Regions from separate parts of the Mus musculus genome. Here all the other regions are linked to region 4. The links are chromatin contacts, called in public HiChIP or PLAC-seq and promoter capture Hi-C maps. All regions are on one chromosome and are shown on one strand. The core of a region is the stretch at or near the end of the contact, and the rest is flanking DNA. Distances in the headings are between cores, read along the strand shown.

Region 1 (4,207 bases), core at 328-2,827, 600 kb after region 4:
CTCTGGTCATACTGTGGATCAGGACCATGCTTGTATGGAGCCTGTATGTTATACTGAGAAGACATGTTTACCCTCACAGTGTCTGAGGCACGACCTGTGTGTTTACACTGATAAGGACCTGTACCCAGAACTGGGGGAAAACATTTTTTTTTTTTCTTAAGTTTCCCCACTGTCAACAATTCACATGAGGACTCTCCTCCACTCCTTTTCTTTCTTTCTTTTGAAATTAGGTCATCTGTAGCCTGTGCTGGCCTAGAGTTCAAGGCCAGCTTAGGTCATTTAATGAGATCCAGCCACAAAAAGTAAAATGCGGGCTGGCGATGAAGCTCAGTGGTAAAGCACTTGTAGGATGGACAGGGCTCCGGATTCAAGATCTCATAGCAGCAGCAGCAGCAGCAGCAGCAGCAGCAGCAGCAGCAGCAGCAGCAGCAGCAGCAGCAATAGCCTTCGAAAGCAGGCATGGTGGTGTGCATCTCCTACCCCAGCATGTGGGAGATGGAGACTGGAGGATCAGGAACTCGAAGCCAGACTGGGCTGTATGAGACCCTGCCTTAAAACAAAAGGTAGGGGCTGGTGAGATGGCTCAGTGGGTAAGAGCACCCGACTGCTCTTCTGAAGGTCCGGAGTTCAAATCCCAGCAACCACATGGTGGCTCACAACCATCTGTAACAAGATCTGACTCCCTCTTCTGGAGTGTCTGAAGAGAGCTACAATGTACTTACATATAATAAATAAATACATCTTTAAAAACAAAACAAAACAAAAGGTAAATAAAAACAAACAAAGCTTCACTCCCTAAAACACAGTCAGTTTGTGGTGGTCCAAGTGAAGGAAGTTGGTTTTATGAACAGATCAAAGACAGCAGAGAAAAACAACCCCCAAAATGGACTGGTGATTTCAGCTCCGTTCTTGTGACAGAGCAATGGGGAGCCGATGGATGAGTGAGTTACCGTCCGGGTTACTCCTGTGTGAGGATGGAGGCAGGGGGAGCATCATTACTGCTCTGACTGATGCTGTCTGTCAGGAAATCCTGTGTTATCTCGCTAATGCTAATTTCTCAGAAAGTCAGATAAACCTATGGGTTTCACTTGGTAACTGGAACTTTACTGTGAGTGGTTCCATTCTGATTTTTTTTTTTTTTTTTTTTTTTGGCTTGGTCTGTTGGAGATGCTTAGTCCAAAACTGTGGACCCCTGACTGGACTGTGACTCAGTGGTTAAAGTGTGCACTTAGCATAGGAGAAACCATTGGTTCAGACCCCAGCACCAAACCAAAGCGAGAACACCCATGGCCTCCTGGAATCTTTATTTAAAATCCCTGAACGGAAAACACCCCTGGAGATCTCAGCGTGAGCACTTATCTTATAGAAGAGGAAGCATGTCCAGAGAGGGGCCCCAAGAGTTCCTGCCCTTAGCAGATGGCACACCCCCTGGCTAGCCCCCTGGCAGTTTCATGAAGAGCGGTGCACATTTTCTGAGGGTGCTTCTTATTTTCCCAAGGTCCTTTCTCTTTCTCTTGGTCCATCTAATGTCTGAGCAGAAAGTCCTGCTGGAGCCAGGTGACTCAGAGCTCAGGATGACAGGGCAGGTTAGGGCTGTGCGTGGCAGAGACTACTGGGCCACTAAGAGAAGGGAATGAGTCATGGAGGAAACCAGAGAGGCTTGTGGAGCTGGGCCAGCAGCTCGGCCTCAGGCCAAGATGGGCCCAGCAGCTGGAAGAGCTGGAAGAGGAAGGATCTGAAGAGGCAGCTCCTGAGGGAAGAGTCTGGGAGGGTGGAGGGAGCTTGCATCGGGCTGGTCAGTTACAGGGATGTGCGTTTCAGCTCTGTGACGCTGTGGGGCCATAGAAGTGTGGACCCCTTTCTCTTTTGTCTTGTTGGCCAACTATTATGACACGTTTTAACCATTTTGCCACCTCAGACCTTCCTTTTGTATTTCTTAAATCATTTTTTACACGTTCAGCTCAGTAACACTGATTACATAAATTGCAATACATGCAATGATCGTTGTTTCCAACATTCCAAAGGGAAAATGGCTCTCTCTTCCCTTCCCTATACCACCTGGTAATCTCTACTTACTTTGCTTCTGTGGATTTGCCAATTCTAAGCTAGCTGTTTGTTTGCTTGTTTTTGCTTGTTTGTATAGGGCCTTACTATGTCCTGCCAGGCTGGTCTGAAACTCACAATGGCCTTGAACTTGTGCTTCTCTCCTGCACATTTGCTTAAACTCTCTGTGTAGGTAAAGATGACCTCCTGCCTCCGTCTCTTGGGGGGTTGGAATTAAGATTATGGGCATGTGGCACCATGCAGTTTATTAGTATTGAGGACAGTCCTTGGCTTCATAAATACCAGGCCAGGCCCTCGTTTTAACTTATCAGGACAAGGCCCTGTGTAATACAGGCTGCCCTAACTTTGCTCTGTAGCCTATCATGGACTTGAACTCTTGATTACAGGCAGGAGTCAACATGTCCATTTTTTTATGTATTTATTGTGACAAAGTCTTGCTATCTATGGAGGGCTGGTCTTAGACTCATAATCTTTCAGCCTATGTTTTTGGAGTGCCAGGCTCACTGGAAGTTCTGAGCCCATTGGAAGTTTCTTTTTTCTTTTTAATTTAGGGATAATCTCTTAAGTTTCTTCCAGAGGCAACAGTAGTTGTGGTTTATACATTAGTTTAGTTACAGCAGTAAAGGGGACTAAAATACTGTATTTAGAAAATACATAAAAACATATATTAGAATGTTAAAATAGAGTACAAGAATAAAACAATATTTTACACGTGCCATTTCATAAAACCTACAAAATTCCTGGTACCTACTAGTATATACTTTTAATTTTTTTTCTTGTATTTTTAAAAATTATATATATGTGTGTATGTCTCCATGTGGATTTGTGCATGTGAGTCCAGGTGCCCTGGGAGGCTAAAAGAGGGTGTTGGGTCCGATGGAACCAGGTTTACTTGTAGCAGTGAGCTGCCCAATGGGAGTGCTGGGATGTGAACTCAGGGTCCTCTGGAAGAACACTTGCTCTTCACTACAGCCATCTGTCCAGACCAAAGCACACAAGAACAACAGCTGTCCTCAAACTGCTAACTCCACACTGGGCCATACATCTAATCCCCCATAAGATAAATATGATTTTTAAAAAATTGATACAATACAATAAAATTGGTTTATCTGGGTCTGGAAGCCTAAAGTAATCTGCATAGGGATTTTGCTGACTCATTCCCGTTTATTTCTCAGAAGCACAGCTCTAGAACTCTGGCTTGCTGTCTGAGAGCCCAGATAAAGTAAAATGTCTAAAAGGATTCAATGTTTATAGTTCCTCTGACTCAGCATACTTTTTTATTCCCTGTTGGCAAAGAAAACAAAATGATTCTCTGAGGCTCTCCACTATCTCCGGCAATAGAGCAAGCTTTGAGGTCCCTTGTCCAAAGGTTCATCCTTGCAAAGGCAGTATGAGGGACAGTGGCCGGGGACAGTGGGCACTGGCCCTGCTCCGCTGGGGCTGCCCAGAGCCTCAGATTGCCTTGGCTGCTTCATCTGGAGAAGTCAAGCTGACTTGTTTTCACCTGAAGCAAAAGAAGAAAAGGAATAAAAATTCAGAGAAGACTTTAAAAGGGTTGGACACAATAATCCTAGCATATGAGAGAGAGAGACAGAGACAGACAGACAGACAGACATAGACACAGACACAGACACAGACACAGACACAGACACAGACACAGACACAGACACAGACACAGACACAGACAGAGAGGGACAAAGAAAAAGAGAGAATGATTTCCTCAAGTTCATGTCAAACCTAATCTATATAGTTGAGTTCTAGGTCAACCAGGGCTACATAGTGAGATTTGTTTTTGTTTGTTTGTTTGTTTGTTCTAAAAGACATTTAAAAGGAGAGAGTTCTGGCATGTGATACAGTACTGTGAACCCCTAGGACACTGCATCAAACTAGTCAGAAAGAGAAGTGTGGTGCACACAGAGGCTGGGGAGGGAGACAGTGTTTGATGGGAACAGGGTTTTAGTTTGAAAAGATTGGAAAGCTGTGGAGATGGGTGTTGGCTGCACAGCATCAGGGACCAGTTAGTGATGCTGAGCTGCACACGTAAAGGTAGGATTGATATCACTTGTTCTACCACAGCACAGCATTTGAATGAGGGATCCACCCCAAGCCAGTCCCGGTGGCTCACACTTGTAATTCCAGTACT
Region 2 (4,213 bases), core at 596-3,095, 630 kb after region 4:
GTGTTCTTTCATTTCATGGGAAGTAGAGGAATGCTCATCTCTGACTTCATTTCCATTGGCTCCCCCTCCCCCCAGCCAGAAAAGGTCAGAACTCCACAAATCTCTGAATGTGAAATATCAGTGCTTTAGCAATGCAGAAATTAAGAGTTAAGGCAAAAATTCTTGGGGCTCCTGACCCAAAGCACCACCGACAATCATTTGGTTACATCCCCACAACCTATTTGGAAGAAGTGGGGGACACAGAATCTAGTTGGGTGACCGGCTGCCCACTTACATATATGTTCTAAAGTATCTGTCAGAACCTGTTTGATCCTGAACTACTAGTTCACGCCTCTGCTGAGATCTTGGAAAGCCGATATAGTGAGCTGACCATGGCTGAGATGTACAGCCAAAAACGTCTGCCAAATGCATACCAAAACAAATATTCTGGTTCCTGTCACCTACATCTGACTGCAAATGTCACTGGTTTTTAGCTCAATAAATGCCGTATACCTGAGCTTTGATGCAGTGTGCTTTGGGACAAGAGCCTGCCCACTAGTTGCCAACTAATAAGGGACTCTAATTTGGTCTTATATGCACGGTGGTAACATTCTTGCATGGACTATGACAGGGTACTCTCCTTAGTGTTGACTCAGTGGGAGAGCCCACCACCATTTCCAGAATCCATCTCTGCTAAGTGACTCACGTAGTCTCTAACTTCCCACTTGCTCCAGGTAGCTTTTTCTTCTCTGGACCTTACTCCGTATTTCATTTTCTTCTCATTACGTTTTTGTTTTTCGAGTCGTTTCGTGTGGCTATCCTGGAACTTAACTTTGTAGACTAGCTTCAAACTTCAAAGATATGCCTGCCTTCTGAGTCTTGGGATCCAAGCTGCCTTTTTCTTTAGTTTTTGAGGCAAGTTCTCACTATGCACCCCCGGCTCGCCTGGATTTCCTCTCTATGAAGACCAGGGTGTCCACCAGTTCACAGAAACTGGCCTCTTTTGCCATCAAAATGCTGGGATTGAAGGCATTAGCCAACAAGCCTGGCCTTATCTCTGTATTTTATTTTAATTAATTAATTAATTTGTTTTTTCGAGACAGGGTTTCTCTGTGTAGCCCTGGCTGTCCTGGAACTCACTTTGTAGACCAGGCTGGCCTCGAACTCAGAAATCCGCCTGCCACTGCCTCCTGAGTGCTAGGATTAAAGGCGTTCGCCACCACCGCATCTCTGTATTTTAAAAGATGTGGTCTCTGCCTTCTGGGAATGTGTGGAGAGAGAGCTGATTCCTTGGCTTAAATGTTTCTTTCACGATCACATCTGTCAGTTTCATGGAAACAGCCACCTTTAATAAAGAATAATGATAATTATACACGTTTCTTAAAAGGAGGACGATCATAGTCTCAGTCACTGTTCAGCTCCAGGTAAATGGCAGGCAGCGGTGAAGAAGCCTCCCAGGAAGACAGGTTCGCCCCAATGGCTATGGTTTGCCCCAGTGCCTGCGCCTGGCGGGTCCAGGCAGGTGACAGAACTCCACGCAGGGTCCCTAGGGGCTATGAACACTCAGTGCATTCAGAGAGGTGCAGTCATTTTCAAAAAGGTCATCTGCTGTCATAGAAGACTCAGGAAGGGCAGAGGCAGGCGAATCTTTGACCGCAGTTACCAGCAGAACGAAACCAAACGACAAATGACGCACACATTCCTGCCGCGCAAGCGTAGTCTTGCTGACTTAGGCGCGGGATGACGCACTGGACACGCGTCGGCGGGAAGCCGCCTACCGAAGCTCCACTGCAATTCTCTCCCCTCCCTCGTCCTCCCTCCCTCGCTTCCGGTCCTTAATTTCCGGTCCTTTCCATTTAGTCTTCCGACAAAAAGACCAGACTGTCCGCTGTTTTCCGTTCCCGCGTCTGCCTGCCTTGTTCCGGGCGCCTGAGCACGTTGCGTTGCAGAGCGGCGCCAGGGCGCCCTCGCCGGCACCATGGTGAGTGCGTTGGGGAAGGGATGGGGCTCACGGGGGACCCGAGGTCTGGGCCAGTGTGCGGCCTCGGGCTCCCTGGCCTATGCCGGGATTCTTTTCCCACCTGGCGTAGCTGTAAGAAATGGCAAGAAAACTGAGTTTGGGAGCTGTATTGCGTCTTGGTGGTTCAGTCTGGGTGAAGCACATTATGCGTAGAGACTGAACGGCCCGGGCGTTCTCAGGTTCCACGGATAGGACCTTTTAAAGGGCAGGGTCTCCACGCCTTTGCTTGCCTGAAACCGAGGACAGAATCTGACATTCTCTAGACGTGTGTGACATAACCGTGAGTGAATGAATAGGATGGGCTGATCTGTTGAGAGGTTGTGATTCTCGGTTTCATTCACTCAAGAAGCGTTTAATATGGAAGTATGAGATCAGACACAGTGTTGGTTCAAAGAGGCGCAGTTACTGTAGTAATTTCAAAGTAAAGTGTCCGTGGACCTCGAGAGATGGCCCAGTGATCAAAAACCACTTCACTTTGGTTCCCAGCACCCACATGGTTGCTTACAATCATCCAAAACTCTAGTTTTAGGGGATCCAACACCCACTTGTTAAGTGACACTAGACACTCATGTGGTGCACTTACATGCATACATGCAAAGCACTCATACACATACAAAAAATATTAAAAAATTAAAGGTAAAAATCCCCTTAAAAGTATACGGAGTGGCTTTCATACTTCTGAGATTTATTGATGTCTTTGAAATCTGTATAGTCTTATCTACAAAACCAGCCCATTTTGGTAGATATTTATCTATATGCATATACCAAATTATGTTTAAGGATCAGGTGTAAGTATATGCATAACCACGTGCAAAATATGGACACATTCAAATATATAGGCCTTCTTGTCAGTCTGTGCTTTATAATACTAAGTAGAAAAAAAACATTAATACACTTTGGGCGGGGTGGTATTTACACATACATAGGGGCAAACAGATACATACTCCTGTTAAATAAAACAGATGCATAAACATTTAAGGAAGCCATGGAATGCTTACAGAGGATGTTTTGGACACTACAGACTGTTGAGAACAGAAACCTAAAAAGGAGAGGAAACAGTGGTCTTGAACAGCTACTTCTGAAGGAGGGTGTGTCCTGTATTGATGTCATGTTCATATATCCACCTTCCACTGGCCAGGTTCCTTTCAGAGTTGATTGGAAGGGGCAATCTGAAGGGCAAGTTAAATTAAACTCATCTTGCTGACTCTCTAGACTGTGTGTCTGTTTCTGCTTGACTTCATGCGTTTATCTGAGTAAGTCATCATAACGTTGCAAGATAAAAGCTACAATATGTGCTGTGAAGGGAAACTTAGATTTTGGTGAGACCACGTCTCAGTGATGGTGAGAGGAAGAGCTAGGAGCAAAATCTCTAGTTCCAAATTCAGCAGGTGCGCTTTCTGTGTAGTTCACAATCCAACTGAAAAAAACTGTTCTCTTCCTGATCCTGTGTAACATTTAGGGACCATTGACTTAACACTGCTGCGGCAGCACTTAAATGAACATCACTTTGCAAAAGCCAGTCTTGATGCTCTCCTCTGATAGCCACTGGCAGCAGACAGACAACTAGGCTGTTTTCTGGTTAGAGTGGTGTATGGTGGTGCATACGTTATCGTATCAGGAGTGAGAGAGGGGTCAGAGAGGTTAATAGATATGATCACAGTACATTCTGCACATGTGTATGATTTTAAAAAATAAAAACCAGCCTGGTGATGGCAGCGGCACATGCCTTTAATCCCAAAGATCGGGAGCCAGAGGTGGCCAATCTTTAACTTCAAAGACAGTCTAGTCTACAGAGCAAGTCTCAGGACAGCCAGGGCTACACAGAATATGCTGTCTCAAAAAGCCAGAAACCAACCAATGGTAGGTTTAGATTTTTTACAACCTATTTTTAATGAGGGTTCTTAAATGTTTTAATGTCCCTTCTAGTCCATCATCCATCAGAGGCAGTGGAAAGGAAAGATTAACAGAGCAGAGGAGGATGTGTACCTGTTGAGAAATAGTTCTTTGGAGCAAATCTAATTTTCATTGTCAGGATATCAGCATTTTAGTTTACACAGATCAGCAGTATTAGCTAGATCCATTCACAAATACCATCATGAGTCAGCAATGGCGGGACTGGAAAATACCATTCATGAGTAAGCAGCGGCGAGTTGATCCAGAAGAAACTGCAAGGCTCTGGCAATTGGCCTGAATCTGCAGAAGTGGCAAGAAGCT
Region 3 (4,641 bases), core at 465-2,964, 580 kb after region 4:
TGAAGAAGCAACCATTACCTCTAGCCTAGTACACTTTTCTACCACAGCTGCCCCTCAGTTCATGAAGGGCCTAGAGAACCATAGGGTACGTATTAACTCAGTCCACATAAATGTATTCTCAAGTGGGAAGAGTTTATTTATTTATTTAAGATTTTATTTAAGTATACGAGTACACTGTCGCTGTCTTAGACACACCAGAAGAGGACATCAGATCCTATTACAGATGGTTGTGAGCCACCATGTGGTTGCTGGGAATTGAACTCAGGACCTCTGGAAGAATAAGCAGCCAGTGCTCTTAACCGCTGAGCCATCTGTCCAGCTCCCAAGAGTTTATTTTTCTTAATTTATCTACTAACCATACCAGAAGTCTTCCCTTGGGCTGCCCTAATACTAGCCACACTAGCAAATACAATGAATAAAGTCCCATCTTCCTGGACCCAGGCTTTATAAACCAGCACTCCATGTATGTTAGTATCTGACAGCAGGGCTGGCAGGTATTCCTGACCAGACACAGGCATGGTGGCACTTGCCTCTTGGAGTACGGCACTCTTCTCCAGGTGCTGGAGGGGGTTGGAGCCTCCACCTGCAGTGCACAGAGAAGACTGATTACGGTTGTGATCTTGAATGAACTGCTTTTCTCCTTTTTCCTGTGCTGACACAGACTCTCATGTATCGCATGCTAGCCTTTAACTCAAAATGTAGCAGAGGTCGGCTCTTGTGCATCTGATCTTCCCGCCTCGGCCTCCTGGTTTACATGGTACTGTGGATCATACACAGGGCTTCACCCAAGCTAAGCAAGCACTCTATCAACTGAGTTACAGCCCCGAACTGTGACCCTAAACCTGCCAAACACGAGGAAGAGAGAAGGAAGTCTCTATCATCTACCAGAGGCCGTCAAGGCTCTCTCACAGTCACCTAAGCATTCTTTCTGAGCATTTTAGGGTTCAATAATTGGCACTGATCTATGCAACCAGAACTTAAATGAATCTATGTGTCGGAGACAACCAACACTAACTAACCTGTGACTGAGTTTCCCTGACAGCAGATATTACATTAAAAAATTATGCATGCGATTATCTGGTTACTGTCTGGGCTCTCCATCCTAACATTCCTATTGCAGGCATCTAGTATCGAACTTGCTTTAGCTACTGTAATATTATGATCAGTGAGGTGCCTGATGTTCAGTAATTGTAGTTTATTGAATGAATGAAACGGTCAGGGTTATTAACTGTAGGACTGGTTACACCCAGATAGGCAAAGAATTATCGCAGCAAATACCAAGAGGTCGGGTGAAATGCAAGGTAACATCCAGCCTGGGAACCTCCTCTGACAAGATGGGGAAACTGAGGCCCAGAGAGGAGTGTTACCCGCACAAGGTCACGCAGAAATCCTGGCCAGAGCTGGAGAGGGCAAACAGCACGTTTCCTCCGAGAACAGATATAGATGGACCTGCGCACAAGCCCCTGCCCCTCTTGGGCCTCGGATCTGGCTCTGACAGAGGCCCGGAAGAAGGAAGCCAAGGAAGGTCCCATGAACCCCTACGAGGATCTGACCTCCCCAGGTCTTTCAAGGGGCCCTCACCAGACTCCTCGTCCTTCTTGTCGAATTTCTTCAACATGGTGTCAGCGGTAGCTCCACGCAGCAGGAAGATGCTCAGAGTAGCGGTGAGAACAGCTTCTCCCTGCGGCTTCCGTACTCCCGCCCGCCACGTCGCCCTGAGCACTGCACTATGGACTGCGCCTGCGCACTCTGTTGTCTGCGCCTGCGCACAACTGCGCCCACCTTTTTCATTGCCTGTCCGGAGATTGCCAAAACCTAGGTGGAAGAGGGCGGAAGGGGAGGGGTGAGACCCAGGAAAGTGGGCGTGGCTAGACACTGGAGGCGGAGCCTAGACCTGCGGTTGCGGGTGCTCCGCTTCTGCGCCCCCTTGTGGTCCTGTGGCTGCTGTGTTTGCAGTTACCCCTGGCTGAATTTAAAGGGCATTCTGATGGGAGGGTTGCATGCAGCACGCTGACCCCATACATGTTCCCTGCTACTCTTTATTGTCATTTTCCGGAAGTAAGTCTCACTAATAGGTTATTTTTCCGCCACCGGTAAAATGAGCCAATTCAAGTCAGGTTAGAATATTTTAAGGGCAAATTTATTGGGAAGCTGCTCTCAAACAAGTTCACTGGCCCCAAGGATTGAGGCCAGAGGAGTCACCATGACAGAGATGGTGGTGAGAGGGAAAAGGGCATCTGTTGCTAGCCAAGGAACCGATTCCATCCGAGTCTAGCTTTGTAAGGCAATGAATAGAGTTATGTACATTTGTGCTTTAACATTGAGATATAACTGGACATAGCGAGTAATTTCAACACTCATGAGGCAGAGAAAGGAGGATGAGAAGTTCAAGGCCATCCCCCTGCACCAGACCTACATGACTTCCACCTCAAAAAATAGAGCCAATGAGATGGCTCAGCCGCTAAGTTAAGGTGCTTGCTGCCAAGTCTGAGGGCCAGGTTCAGTTGTGAAAATTATTAAATGAGTCTTTTCTACCAAATACTATAAAACTTGTGGTTTGACAAGGAATTCAAATATTGTTGCTGACAAATTGGCCCACAGAGAAGATGAGTATTAGGCAAGGGGAGAGGGTGAGGCAAGCCAAGCCAGATAGTTAGGGGAATTTAGCAGCTCTGACTTGATAGCAATCAGGCCATTTCTGTAACTCTGACTTACTTATTAGAGATCAGGCCATTTCTGTTGCTCTGACTGACTAGCAACCAAGAGCGTCTTTATTTACACAAGTTTCACAGAACAAAGACAAGCTAATGATTATCCAGTAGTACAAAATATGTCTGACTTATCATTACATAACCAGGGTTAAAAGCTCAGTTACAAATAGAAAATATAAACAACAGATTTTATTCTTATTATCTGCCCTATAACACCAATTTAAAGAATCTAAAGACTGTCTCCTCCAAAACAAACACACTTACTATGTGGCAGGCTGCTTGTAGGCTGGCAGTGTTTGCAGTTTTAAAGCACTCCAGACAAACAGGAAATATCTGAATTGGTCTTTTTATGAGCTGCAAAGATGACTATCTAACTTCATTATATGTTTTATCATGTAAAACATGATTAAACATGATAAACATAGTAGAAAATGTTTATTTTAGTCAATATAAATTGTTTACTGAGTTTATTCCTCCAGGGGTATGCCCTGTATGACTCCCTGTCTTTAAACTCCATTTTCAGAGAGCTTTAAGCCTATAATAAAAAAGAGACATTGAATCTGTAATCTATTTTGGACAGAGTTCATCAATTGTCTGTTTGCCCTCCATCAGTTATCCTTCGTGAGTTTGCTCAGGGGCCGATACCCCAAGCCGATTCCTGGAGTAATGGCCTCATGGAGCTATGTGCTTATCTGTGGTTAATGATCTCCAGGGCATAAGGAAGACTTCCAAATAAAGTTAATTTTAGGATTTTTCTTAAAGACTCAGACATAATTCATAATTTTCCCCAGGAAAAGACATAAACTGAATCATAACACATACAGTCCCCAAGAATGCAACATGCAGGGAACAAAACCAAAAGTTAGAGTTAGAAGAGCATCGATTGCAGCAGTTGGCTCGCTCGGCTTTGCTGGAACTGTGTGAGGTAGCCAGTGAGCATGGCTGTACCACCTAGCAATGCTTCATAGTACTTTTTTCTCTTTTTTCCAAGACAGGGTTTCTCTGTGTAGCCCTGGCTATCCTAGAACTCACTCTGTAGACCTCAAACTCAGAAATCCACCTGCCTCTGCCTCTGCCTCTGCCTCTGCCTCTGCCTCTGCCTCTGCCTCTGCCTCTGCCTCTGCCTCTGCCTCTGCCTCTGCCTCTGCCTCTGCCTCTGCCTCTGCCTCTGCCTCTGCCTCTGCCTCTGCCTCTGCCTCTGCCTCCCAAGTGCTGGGACTAAAGGTGTGCGCCACCACTTCCTGGCTCGTATTACTTAATATTATAGACTATACAGATGAAACCAGAGAGTTGGCTGCTGATTCCATTCTTATAAAAACAGCCATTTGGTGCATTAGTCAGGGTTTTAGGTTTTTAAAATGTATTTTTGCCCTGAAGTGAGTGTTAATTTGATGGGAACTCTGCTTTTAAAAAATCACTACTTAAAGCCGAGCATGGTGGTAGATGCCTTTAATTCCAGCACTTGGAAGGCAGAGGCAGGCAGATCTCTGTGAGTTCAAGGCCAGCCTGGTCTACACAGTGAGTTCTAGATCAACCAGGGCTACACAGAGAAACCCTGTCTCAAACAAAAACAAAAGTTCTAATAAAGTTTACTCTTGATAAAGAAATTTTTTAAGATTTATTTATTTGTTTGTTTGTTTATTATATATGAGTATATTGTTGCTCTCTTCAGACACACCAGAAGAGGGCATCAGATCCCAGATGGTTGTGAGCCATCATGTGGTTACTGGGAATTGAACTCAGAACCCCTGGAAGAGCAGCCGGTACTCTTAACTGCTGAGCCATGTCTACAGCTCAAAAAAGAAGTTTTAAGGAAGGAAATAGAAGACTATCTGTCTTCTTTCCTTGAGAGCATTTGGTGTCATCTTGAAGAATCATTGCTTAAGCCAAGATCATTTTCATCTCTGTTCTCTTCAGAGAGTCAGACTTT
Region 4 (4,696 bases), core at 378-2,877:
TATGTCTAAGCGACAACATGCTGCAGCAGCCAAAGTATAGTGAACAGAATGGAAAAGGGGAGGTTGAGGCAAGCAGGGACCAGCACAGACCTAGTACTTAACAGAGTCTGCAGGGCTGTGCATTCCAGGCCAGTTTGACTACAGCAACATTATCTAAACAAAAAGGGTATGTATGCTATGAATCCACCCAATAAAAGAATTGGCAAGGGCTGGTGAGATGGTTCAGTGGGTGAAAAGCACTTGTAGTGTAAACCTGAGGACCTGAGTTCAATCCCTGGATCCCACAGTGGAAGGAAAGAACCTCTGACCTCTACCAGAGCACCATGGCAGTCACATGACTGCACTGCATTTGCGCACATTTTGTCAAACAGGAAAAGAAACAAAGAAATATCAGCTAAGGAAGCCAGGTGTAATGGCCCACACCTTTAATCTTAGCACTCAGGAGGCAGAGGCAGTCGGATCCCTGTGAACTCAAGGCCAGTCTGGTCTACAGAGTCCCAGGACAGCCAGAGCTACATAGTGAGACTGTCGTGAAAACAAACAAAAATAAATACCGGCTAACATTCAAAGAATAGGAAGGATAAGATATGGAGTACCAGAGGCTGCTGGTGTGGGTGCAGATGCAGGTCTAGAGCAGCCTCTGAAGTCACATACACAGAAATGTCACATGGACAGAAATGAAATAAGAAACAATAGACTCAAAGCTGCCTGGCCAATAGAAAGCATTAAACTGCTACTACCTGCTTGCAAGAAAAGATGCAAGCATGCTAGGGTCAAACATTTCCCTTTTTGGATAGATGATGCTCTTTGCTGCTGGCACTTTCTGTGTGCAAGAGGCTGAGAAAGCAGTCTTCACCACATGTAAAAAAGCAAGTTTTTGTAGACACTGAACCTCTGCAGAGTTCAGAGTGGAGGAGGCTGAAGAAATGGGAAGAATACTGATTTGATGGGGGTTAGGGGGAGGGAGATACCAGCCTCATTACTGCTAAACTGGCAGGTGGTTAAGCGGCCTAACCCACCTTTAACTTCTTCATGTGCAAAACAGAACCGATAGAAAGACCTGGCATGACTTTAGGAAGACTGACCTGGAAAAGCTGGAGTGCTTGGATGGGGAATAGATCAGACAGTCCTCACCGCTCCACTTAACAGATCAGCTCCCAGGCCCAAAGAACCCATATCAACTCTGAAAACGTAGTCAATTCTATACTTAACCGCACAGCCTTCCACTGCGTTTCCGGTGAGGTCTAATTTGCGTGCCGTGACCCGCAAAGGATGCAGCCTTTGCTCGCTAGTGTGATCCTTACTTCTTAGATCTTAGTGGATCCTGGTCCCGCCGCCCACACCTCGCGCACAAGCCCCACGCCCACCTCTCTCGCGTTCTCCTGGCCCACGAGACCCGAAGCCGCCTGCTTGGCTAGGCCGCTCTCGTCCAGCCCCAGACCCTTCACGTGGCTGTGGGAGGCGATGCGCTGCGTCTTCGTGGTGCTCTTCACCTCCTCAATCTTCATTTTGCCGAGTGTCTAGGAACACAACCTGCGTGGAGTGGTAGGAACTACCGCACGCCAGGCGCCTGGGTTACCACGCGGCCGTTACTAGGCCGCTCTCCTGGACCCGCCCCTATCAATATGTCATTGGGGGAGGCGAGAAGGCTTCGCTTTCTATTGGCTAAAAGCTACGCTGGTCACGGCTGCTGAGTTTCGCCCAGTAACTTCCGTCTGTGTCACAGGATAAGTTCCCCCAGGGCAAACATTTCCTGCCCTGGCCACATTTGACTGAGAACTGCTTAAGTACTTAAGCACTATTAATGTGAATGACAGGTTTTTAATTATAAATGCCTCTTTTAATGCCTATTTTTTTTCTTTAGAATAACATATTTGTGCCAGGGTGAGTTAACTTCTTCACTGACAGATGTTAAATCTTTTCCAGGTGCTTGGATGTCCTGAGAGAATCATCAGCAAAGCAGCTGCCCAAACTTCTCCAGTGCTCACCGAATTATTTAGACACCCAGAGAATGCCCCACTGCTCCCATTTTTTTTTTTCCAGAATACACTAGATCCTGAAGGCACTATTCCAGCCAAAACTTTTCAAACACTTCATGCCATAATTCTGGTCATCATATGCCCAATAAGAACCTTAAAGAAACTCGGCGGTGGTGGCGCACGCCTTTAATCCCAGCACTCGGGAGGCAGAGGCAGGCAGATTTCTGAGTTCGAGGCCAGCCTGGTCTACAGAGTGAGTTCCAGGACAGCCAGGGCTATACAGAGAAACCCTGTCTCGGAAAAAAAAAAAAAAAAACAAACAAACAAACAAACAAAAAAAAAAAAAAACCCTTAAAGGAAAAAAAGGAAGGAAGGAAAAGAGAAGATGTGTTTGTGTAGCCTTGCCTGGCCTAAAACTCCAGGGCCCCCACCTGTCTCTGCCTCCTGAGTTGCTGGCATTAAAGGTGCTACCACCATACTCTGACCAGATATTTTCATCAGTCTGGAGTGGGTGCAAGTCTCCAGGTAGGTGAACAAAAGCTGCCTGTGAATGGTGAAACTATGGTCCTTCATTTGAATAATCAACGGCTCTGATATTGGTGCAAATATGGTAGTTTGTTTTCACAATCCACCTTGCCATAGTCCAAATTTAATGCTTCATTTTCAAGAAGGGCTATACTAAGGACGGCAAACACTCTTGCTTACTCTCTCAACATTCTGGCTCTCTAAGCAGGTGTCCCTCACTTTTTTTTTCTCGAGACAGTGTTTCTCTGTATAGCCCTGGGTGTCCTGGAACTCACTCTGTAGACCAGACTGGCCTCAAACTCAGAAATCCACCTGCCTCTGCCTCCTGTGTCCCTCACTTTCCTCACTTTTAAGTCAGCCAGGAGACACCTTCCTGTGCTGTGCAATGTGTAGCTGTGGTGCAACTTTAGGCCCATTGTTTGATTTCTCAGTCTTTCCACCTATATTAATAGTATTGTGGGCTGAGCCGGTAATATGAAGAAGACAAGCCTAGAGACTGTAGCAGTGAAGACTGTGATGAAAGGCAGCTAGAGAGTTCTAGAGTAAAATAAAGACAGAGTAAAAATAGAGAGTTTCTAGACTGGAAGCAGAAATGGCATGTGACTGGCAGCAGAGAAGCCAGAGGCAGGGATTGCTAGACAAGTTCCAAGGAGTGCCAAGTCTTTTTAAATTTTTTAAATTTATTTTTATTTTTATTTTTGGTTTTTCAAGACAGGATTTCTCTGTGTAGCCCTGGCTGTCCTGGAACTCACGCTGTAGACCAGGCTGGCCTCGAACTCAGAAGTCCTCCTGCCTCTGCCTTCCAAGTGCTGGGATTAAAGGCATGTGCCACCACTGCCTGGCAAGTCTTTTTATTTTATTATTTTATTTATCTGTGTGGGTGTTTTTCCTGCAAGTATAAATATACCAGGCAGTGCCTAAGGACATCAGAAGAGGATGTCAGATCCTCTAGAACTGAAGTTACTCATGGTTGTGAGCCACCATATGCGTGTTGGGATTTGAATTTGAGTCCTCTGTAAGAACACCAGTGCTTCTAACTGCAGAGTCATCTCTCCAGCCCAGGGATCTTTAAGTTCTTTTTTAAGATGGATCTGTCTATCTATCTATCTATCTATCTATCTATCTATCTATCTATCTATCTAATGTATATGAGTACATTGTAGCTGTACTGATGTTTGTGATGGTTGTGAGCCACCATGTGGTTGCTGGGATTTGAACTCAGGACCTTCAGAAGAGCAGTCAGTGCTCTAAACCGCTGAGCCATCTCTCCAGCCTGGAGCTTTAAGTTTTAAGGGTCAACATTTATTACACCAGACACTGTAAGAGTTGAGGGTCCCAACACTTGACCTACTTAGAAACTGTAAAGCTAGCAGGCATCACTTCCTGCTAGAAGCTGTGTATAACAACAGTTGCTATGTACAGGGGCCACAGGTAATTTAAACCAAGAGTGATGAGCTGCCAACCTGAGTACCCAGAGCTGGAAGCCTCTGGCTTCTACAGCCTGGAGCAACAGGCCCCTGGCTCTCAGAACTGAAGGTGTAAGCCTCTTGGTCTGCCAGTCTGGCCCATGGGCTGTGGCTCTCAAGAGTTTGAGACTACCAGCATTGAAGAACTTTGCACCTACCCAGGATTTCTATCTGGGCAGAGTAGAAGGACTCGGCCATCTTATTGGTTGTGGTGAGGTCACCTCCTAACACCATAAAACAAAAATCTACAGGCTAGAGAAATCCAAGGACTGGCCCAAGCAAGAATACACAACACATCATCAGAACTGGAACTTCAGGCTTGAAATCCTGTGTCATATTCATCTAATCCCACACCTCAGGGGAGACAATAAGCCAGAAAGTATGTTCTGATGGGTTCCATAGTGATATATTGTTTACCCGCACAACTGTACCTCCATCCATTCAATAAGCAGTTGTTAGCAACAGTGTGACCAGACACTATAGTGCACTCAGAAACAGGTAGGAAATAGCTTTGATGAGTGTGGTGGTTTGAATAGGAATGCCCCCCATAGACTCTTACATTTGAAAGCTTGATCTATAGGGAGTGGCATTACTAGGAGGCCTTGTTGGAGTCGGTATGGCTTTGCTGGAGGAAGAACACCACTGTGGGGTGAGCTTTTGAAGTCTCAGAAGCTTGTCGGTGCTCTGCCTCCTGCCTGCCCATCAACATGTAGCGCTCTGAGCTAC
Region 5 (4,520 bases), core at 305-2,804, 690 kb after region 4:
GCCCCCTGTGGGCTTTTGATGGCATGGGCTGACTGGGGCTGATGCTTCTGGGGACCTGGGCTCTCCCTGGTTTTATGGGCTAGGCTCAGTTCCTGGACTCTGTAAATGTGTTCAATAGACCAGCCAGCAGAATCAGGCCCAGCACAGCCACAGCCACTAGTGACACATCCCACCACACCCCTGGATAGGCCCAGGATGGTGGCAGCTTCCAGCCACAGCTGCCCAGCTCATAACCTGTCAGCTGGCCCAGCGGGCGCCTGGTGGCCAAGTCAGGGCTGGCACAGTACACATGCATTAGGGCCTCGGGCATGTGGTCCTCCAGCCAGAGGCGCAGGTAGGTGAGGCTGCAGTCACAGTGCCAGGGGTTGTGTGTCACATCCAGGTCCCACAGCTGAGGCAAGTGGTCGAAGGCACCTGGTGGCACTGAACGCAGGCTATTGTTGGCCAGCAGGAGCTGGCGAGTGTGCGCTGGTATCACGGGCAGGGCTGTGAGGCCTTGCCCCTCACAGTTCACCTTTAACCCCATGGTTTCCAAGGACTGGCAGGTACAGGGCCTGGGGCAAGCCTGAGTATCTGTGGTCGCAGGCCAGAGCAGAAACAGGAGGCCCCAGGTAGTCATCCAGGAGGCAGGCTGTGGGCAGAGCAATGAGATTAACGCTTGTCAGCCTGTGCCAGGATACCTATGCTGGACAGGGTCTACACTTTTTCTCCAGGCCTCAGCAGCGTGTTGGGTACAGCCCAGGAAGAGTGGTAGAGAGGAGCAGGGCCTTCTTGGTCTCTGGCAGAGATCCAAGCCTCTGCTCAGATAGGGAAACAGGGGACTGCTAAGGGACTCCAGTCTTCGTCCCTGGCCACAGAGAACAGGAAATGTCTTTCTGGGCTGTACCCAGTCCTTTGCCTGGGCTGGGAGTCAGGCCAGGGAATGCGTTCAGCACCGTGTCCACTCTCCCATGATGCCTGATTCAAAAAAACCTTTAGGGCTCGCAGGGCAGCAGCACTGATGGGGAACTCATAGACCTGTCTTGAAAGCCACTTGTCTAGGCTAAGGCCCAGAACTGGGAATGGGAAGCTTAGAGAGGGAAAATACTTGCCTAGGCTCACCCAGAAGTCCATGGCAAAGTCCAGAGTCAGGAAAGTGTCTCATGGCCATGTGGGTCTGCCTGGCTTGCAGCCCTTTCTCCTGGCTTAGGGCTAAGGGCCGTTTCCTTTGTCTGCTCTCCTACCAGGACCCACCTCAGAGCAGGCTTCTGGGGGTGTTCACTGAATGACTTCTGAATCTTCATTCAGCCAAGTTGCTGGTTAACAACTTAGAGCAAATGATCCCCCACTTTCTGTCTTTTAGCAGAGATCGTCCAGGGAGAGACAGACGTGTCCCCTCTCTTTCTGCCAGCTCAGCTGGAGTGGACACCAGGCAGGAGGTCATGCTGAAAATAAGGAGACTGCTTACCTGTGAGGCCTTGGCTGGGGCACACCTTTTGTGGGCTGGTACCATCCTGTTCAAGGCTGCGGTGGTGGTGGTGTGTGTGAGCTGTGTGAGCTGGCAGTGTGGCTGCTGCCTGACAGGAGGAAGGAAATGGTGAAAATAGCCTGGCTTATCCCCTAAAGACAGCCCCGAGGGCCTGTCAGGGCCAGGAGGCACCCAGAGTCCTAGGGCCTTGGACATAGAACTGTAGACCAACCCCACCTTAAGGGAGGGGTACCTCTGTACCTCAAGCAGCCTGTGGTCTTGTGTGATGGGTCTGTGGGCCAATCAAGGTGTCCCTTGCCTGGTGCTAGTAGTTGGGGAGGACTTCCCGGAGGAGGAGGAGGAGGAGAGTGATGGCTGGCTGTGAGTTTTCCTTTGTAGATTCAGGCGATGGTCCTGATGCTTTTACCTCCCCAGGTGTGGTGTGAATGTCTATTTATAGTCCTCCCTCTCTCTAAAGATGCTGAGGGAGGCTCCTTTCTCTCCATGGTGCCTTTTGCACCTGTTGGGCCCCTCTCTTTCCTGTTTCTCACGGAGTTGCAGGTTTGCAGGGCTGAGCCTCTCGGAGACAGGAGACTAATTTATCTCATGTTACTTTTATAGCCTCTTCCACTTGAGCATGATGTCTGTTTTCACTCCCATTTCAGTTTAATGAATGGTTTTGGTATTACAAGCTATTAATCAAAATCGGACCTAATGGTGAAATAGAATCATTATGCAATTAAAATTCAAATCTGCATTTTTTTAAACAAATCATAAAACCCCCACAGTTGTGAATATTAACCAAATCAATGGATTTTTAGCAGATGACAGAGTTCATGGGCACAGAACGGGGGCCACTGGTGAAGCCTGGGCTGAAGTAACATGTCCAGGAGCTGGGGCTCCTGGGACTGTGGGAGGAAAGATGGACCACTGGGGAGAGTGAGAGACCCCTGATCAACCCTGTGGTCACGGCTGGTGTTGGCCAAGATCAACAGACACAATAAAAGTATCCTGGCTCCTTGATCTGGAGAGATTCAGGCGGGTGTAGAGTTGGAGAGGGAAACTGAGGCAGGGAGCAGCAGTGCCACCATCTAAGGCACAGGGACAGAGGCTGATATTGTGTCAGTAGGACAGAGGCCACCAACATGGTCTGCTGCTGGATCCCTGTGCACTCTTCATGGAGAAGTCATATGGGCCCAGGTCAGGGCAGAGGTGGACAGCACCTCCTCCTTCTCTTACACAGTCCTCTCCCACTTTCGCAGGCCAGCTGCTGCCCTCCCCTGTAGACAGACAGGCCTTTGGACCAGGCTGGTGGCAGGACCTATTGAAGCCCCATGCTCTCTTTGCAGCATCTGTCCACTTCTGCTCTCAGAATAGGGGCTGCATATATACAGAACTCTCACTGGGTGAGCTCTGGTTCCCCAGGGCTGGCTGGGTCCCCTCTGGCCCCTGAGTCCTACCTGCCTGGAACCTACCTTCATACTCTTGTGAGGACTCTGCCCCTGATTGGCCTCAGCCTCTGTGAGTGTTTCTTCCCTTTATGGTAGAGCCTTGGGCATCAGGAATCTTCACGGATCTGCCCATCTTCAGGGTAGCTGGTTTTTCCTCAAGGTGGGGCCAGAGTCCCTGGGTGAATGGGGGTCTACAGCGCCCAGGCTGTGCTCCTGACCAGGCCTGTTCAGGTTCCTAAGACTTCCTTATTTTTAGCAATAACAGTTGCAGCAGCAACAGCAACGGCAGCAGCAAAAACAACAAAAAAAAATACTCCACAAATTATTTTTCTTACAGGAAAATGTTCAAAAGAATAGGAAGAAGAAAATTAAAAAAATGTCTCCAACCCCAACATAAAGTAAGAATGCCTGTGGGGGCTGGTGTTAAGCGTACAACTCACCATAGAACTCTTGCCTAATGTGCAAGGGCCTGGGTTTGGGGTCCCAGAGCCATATGGACAGCCATAGATAAGTATTTTTTTTCTTGGCAAAATAGGTCATCCAGAGCCCATTCTCTCCTGGACTCTCCAGTTTCCACTGTGACTAAAGCCACATCCACAGCACCTGTCTTGGAGGCTCAGCACTGCTGTGTGGGCGTGGCATCCTTAAGGACTCCTCTTATCTGGTTTGCACAGGGCCTTTGTGGTGCTGAGATGATCGGAGGGTTCCTTGTCCCTGGGGCTCTGAAACTGTGGCTGAGCAGTTAGAGTTACAAACAAGGACTGTTCAACGCTGTTAGAACTGTGGTTTAGCCATCACAAGATGCAAGAGTAAATATTCTTTTAATGTTATTTACAAATAATAAAAACTGCCAAGAGCTGTTAGACAGGTCCTTGTTCCCCACCCCACCCTGCCCCCCTTGGAGTCAGGGTTTCTCTGTGCAGCCCTGGCTGCCTGGATCTTACTCTGTAGATCAAGCTGGCCTTGAATTTAGAGATCTGCCTCTGCCTCTGCCTCTGCCTCTGCCTCTGCCTCTGCCTCTGCCTCTGCCTCTGCCTCTGCCTCTGCCTCTGCCTCTGCCTCTGCCTCTGCCTCTGCCTCTGCCTCTGCCTCTGCCTCTGCCTCTGCCTCTGCCTCTGCCTCTGCCTCTGCCTCTGCCTCTGCCTCTGCCTCTGCCTCTGCCTCTGCCTCTGCCTCTGCCTCTGCCTCTGCCTCTGCCTCTGCCTCTGCCTCTGCCTCTGCCTCTGCCTCTGCCTCTGCCTCTGCCTCTGCCTCTGCCTCTGCCTCTGCCTCTGCCTCTGCCTCTGCCTCTGCCTCTGCCTCTGCCTCTGCCTCTGCCTCTGCCTCTGCCTCTGCCTCTGCCTCTGCCTCTGCCTCTGCCTCTGCCTCTGCCTCTGCCTCTGCCTCTGCCTCTGCCTCTGCCTCTGCCTCTGCCTCTGCCTCTGCCTCTGCCTCTGCCTCTGCCTCTGCCTCTGCCTCTGCCTCTGCCTCTGCCTCTGCCTCTGCCTCTGCCTCTGCCTCTGCCTGCACCGTCAGTCCAGTGGCTCAGCCCTTCCCTTGTGGTTGGCTTGGGCTGTTCTCACAGCAGTCCCGCTAAGCTGGACACTGACAGAATGCATGGCTGCCTTGAAGAAGCTGCACCT

Evidence for each region. Promoter capture Hi-C pulls out the DNA fragments that hold promoters and counts their contacts. HiChIP or PLAC-seq counts read pairs in DNA pulled down with a chosen protein or histone mark.
Region 1: a contact with region 4 is called in a promoter capture Hi-C map of hematopoietic stem and progenitor cells, with 2.8 times the contacts expected there. The contact joins the enhancer-like site here to the promoter of Ruvbl1 in region 4. A contact is called at or near these places in 9 of 39 promoter capture datasets (the C10 cell line, the HPC-7 cell line, cranial neural crest and 5 more) and 4 of 115 datasets of contacts at active chromatin or transcription factors (bone marrow-derived macrophages, extraembryonic endoderm stem cells, pancreatic cancer cells and 1 more).
Region 2: a contact with region 4 is called in a promoter capture Hi-C map of the SN4741 cell line, with 4 times the contacts expected there. The contact joins the promoter of Isy1 here to the promoter of Ruvbl1 in region 4. A contact is called at or near these places in 10 of 39 promoter capture datasets (the HPC-7 cell line, the SN4741 cell line, cranial neural crest and 5 more) and 5 of 115 datasets of contacts at active chromatin or transcription factors (double positive thymocytes, extraembryonic endoderm stem cells, memory CD8 T cells and 2 more).
Region 3: a contact with region 4 is called in an H3K4me3 HiChIP or PLAC-seq map of bone marrow-derived macrophages, with 9 times the contacts expected there. The contact joins the promoter of Copg1 here to the promoter of Ruvbl1 in region 4. A contact is called at or near these places in 1 of 39 promoter capture datasets (embryonic stem cells), 1 of 484 Hi-C or Micro-C datasets (B cells), 5 of 115 datasets of contacts at active chromatin or transcription factors (astrocytes, bone marrow-derived macrophages, extraembryonic endoderm stem cells and 2 more) and 1 of 9 other capture datasets (adipose tissue).
Region 5: a promoter capture Hi-C map of neutrophils shows a contact between it and region 4, with 2.1 times the contacts expected there. The contact joins the promoter of Gp9 here to the promoter of Ruvbl1 in region 4. A contact is called at or near these places in 6 of 39 promoter capture datasets (hippocampal neurons, liver, neutrophils and 2 more) and 3 of 115 datasets of contacts at active chromatin or transcription factors (bone marrow-derived macrophages, double positive thymocytes and pancreatic cancer cells).

The regions. Positions count from the first base shown.
Region 1 is chr6:87,866,506-87,870,712 of GRCm38.p6, reverse strand. No RefSeq gene overlaps it. Among named protein-coding and RNA genes, the nearest start is that of Cnbp, 18 kb to the right of the region's middle. Within about 2 kb of position 1,577, at least 152 of the 459 cell types and tissues checked have an H3K27ac peak or open chromatin away from gene starts, as enhancers often do. A contact at or near this core is called in the HPC-7 cell line, bone marrow-derived macrophages, hematopoietic stem and progenitor cells and 1 more, where this site is marked.
Region 2 is chr6:87,836,391-87,840,603 of GRCm38.p6, reverse strand. Isy1 (ISY1 splicing factor homolog) reads left to right here and starts at 1,845. Exons shown (of 11, transcript NM_133934.4): 1 at 1,845-1,960. The coding sequence starts at 1,958.
Region 3 is chr6:87,885,013-87,889,653 of GRCm38.p6, reverse strand. It overlaps Copg1 (coatomer protein complex, subunit gamma 1), which reads right to left and starts at 1,714. Exons shown (of 24, transcript NM_017477.2): 1 at 1,582-1,714; 2 at 531-583. The coding sequence starts at 1,618.
Region 4 is chr6:88,462,340-88,467,035 of GRCm38.p6, reverse strand. It overlaps Ruvbl1 (RuvB-like protein 1), which reads right to left and starts at 1,627. Exons shown (of 11, transcript NM_019685.3): 1 at 1,368-1,627. The coding sequence starts at 1,508.
Region 5 is chr6:87,775,104-87,779,623 of GRCm38.p6, reverse strand. It overlaps Gp9 (glycoprotein 9 (platelet)), which reads right to left and starts at 1,554. Exons shown (of 2, transcript NM_018762.2): 1 at 1,448-1,554; 2 at 1-631. The coding sequence starts at 619. The coding sequence ends at 86.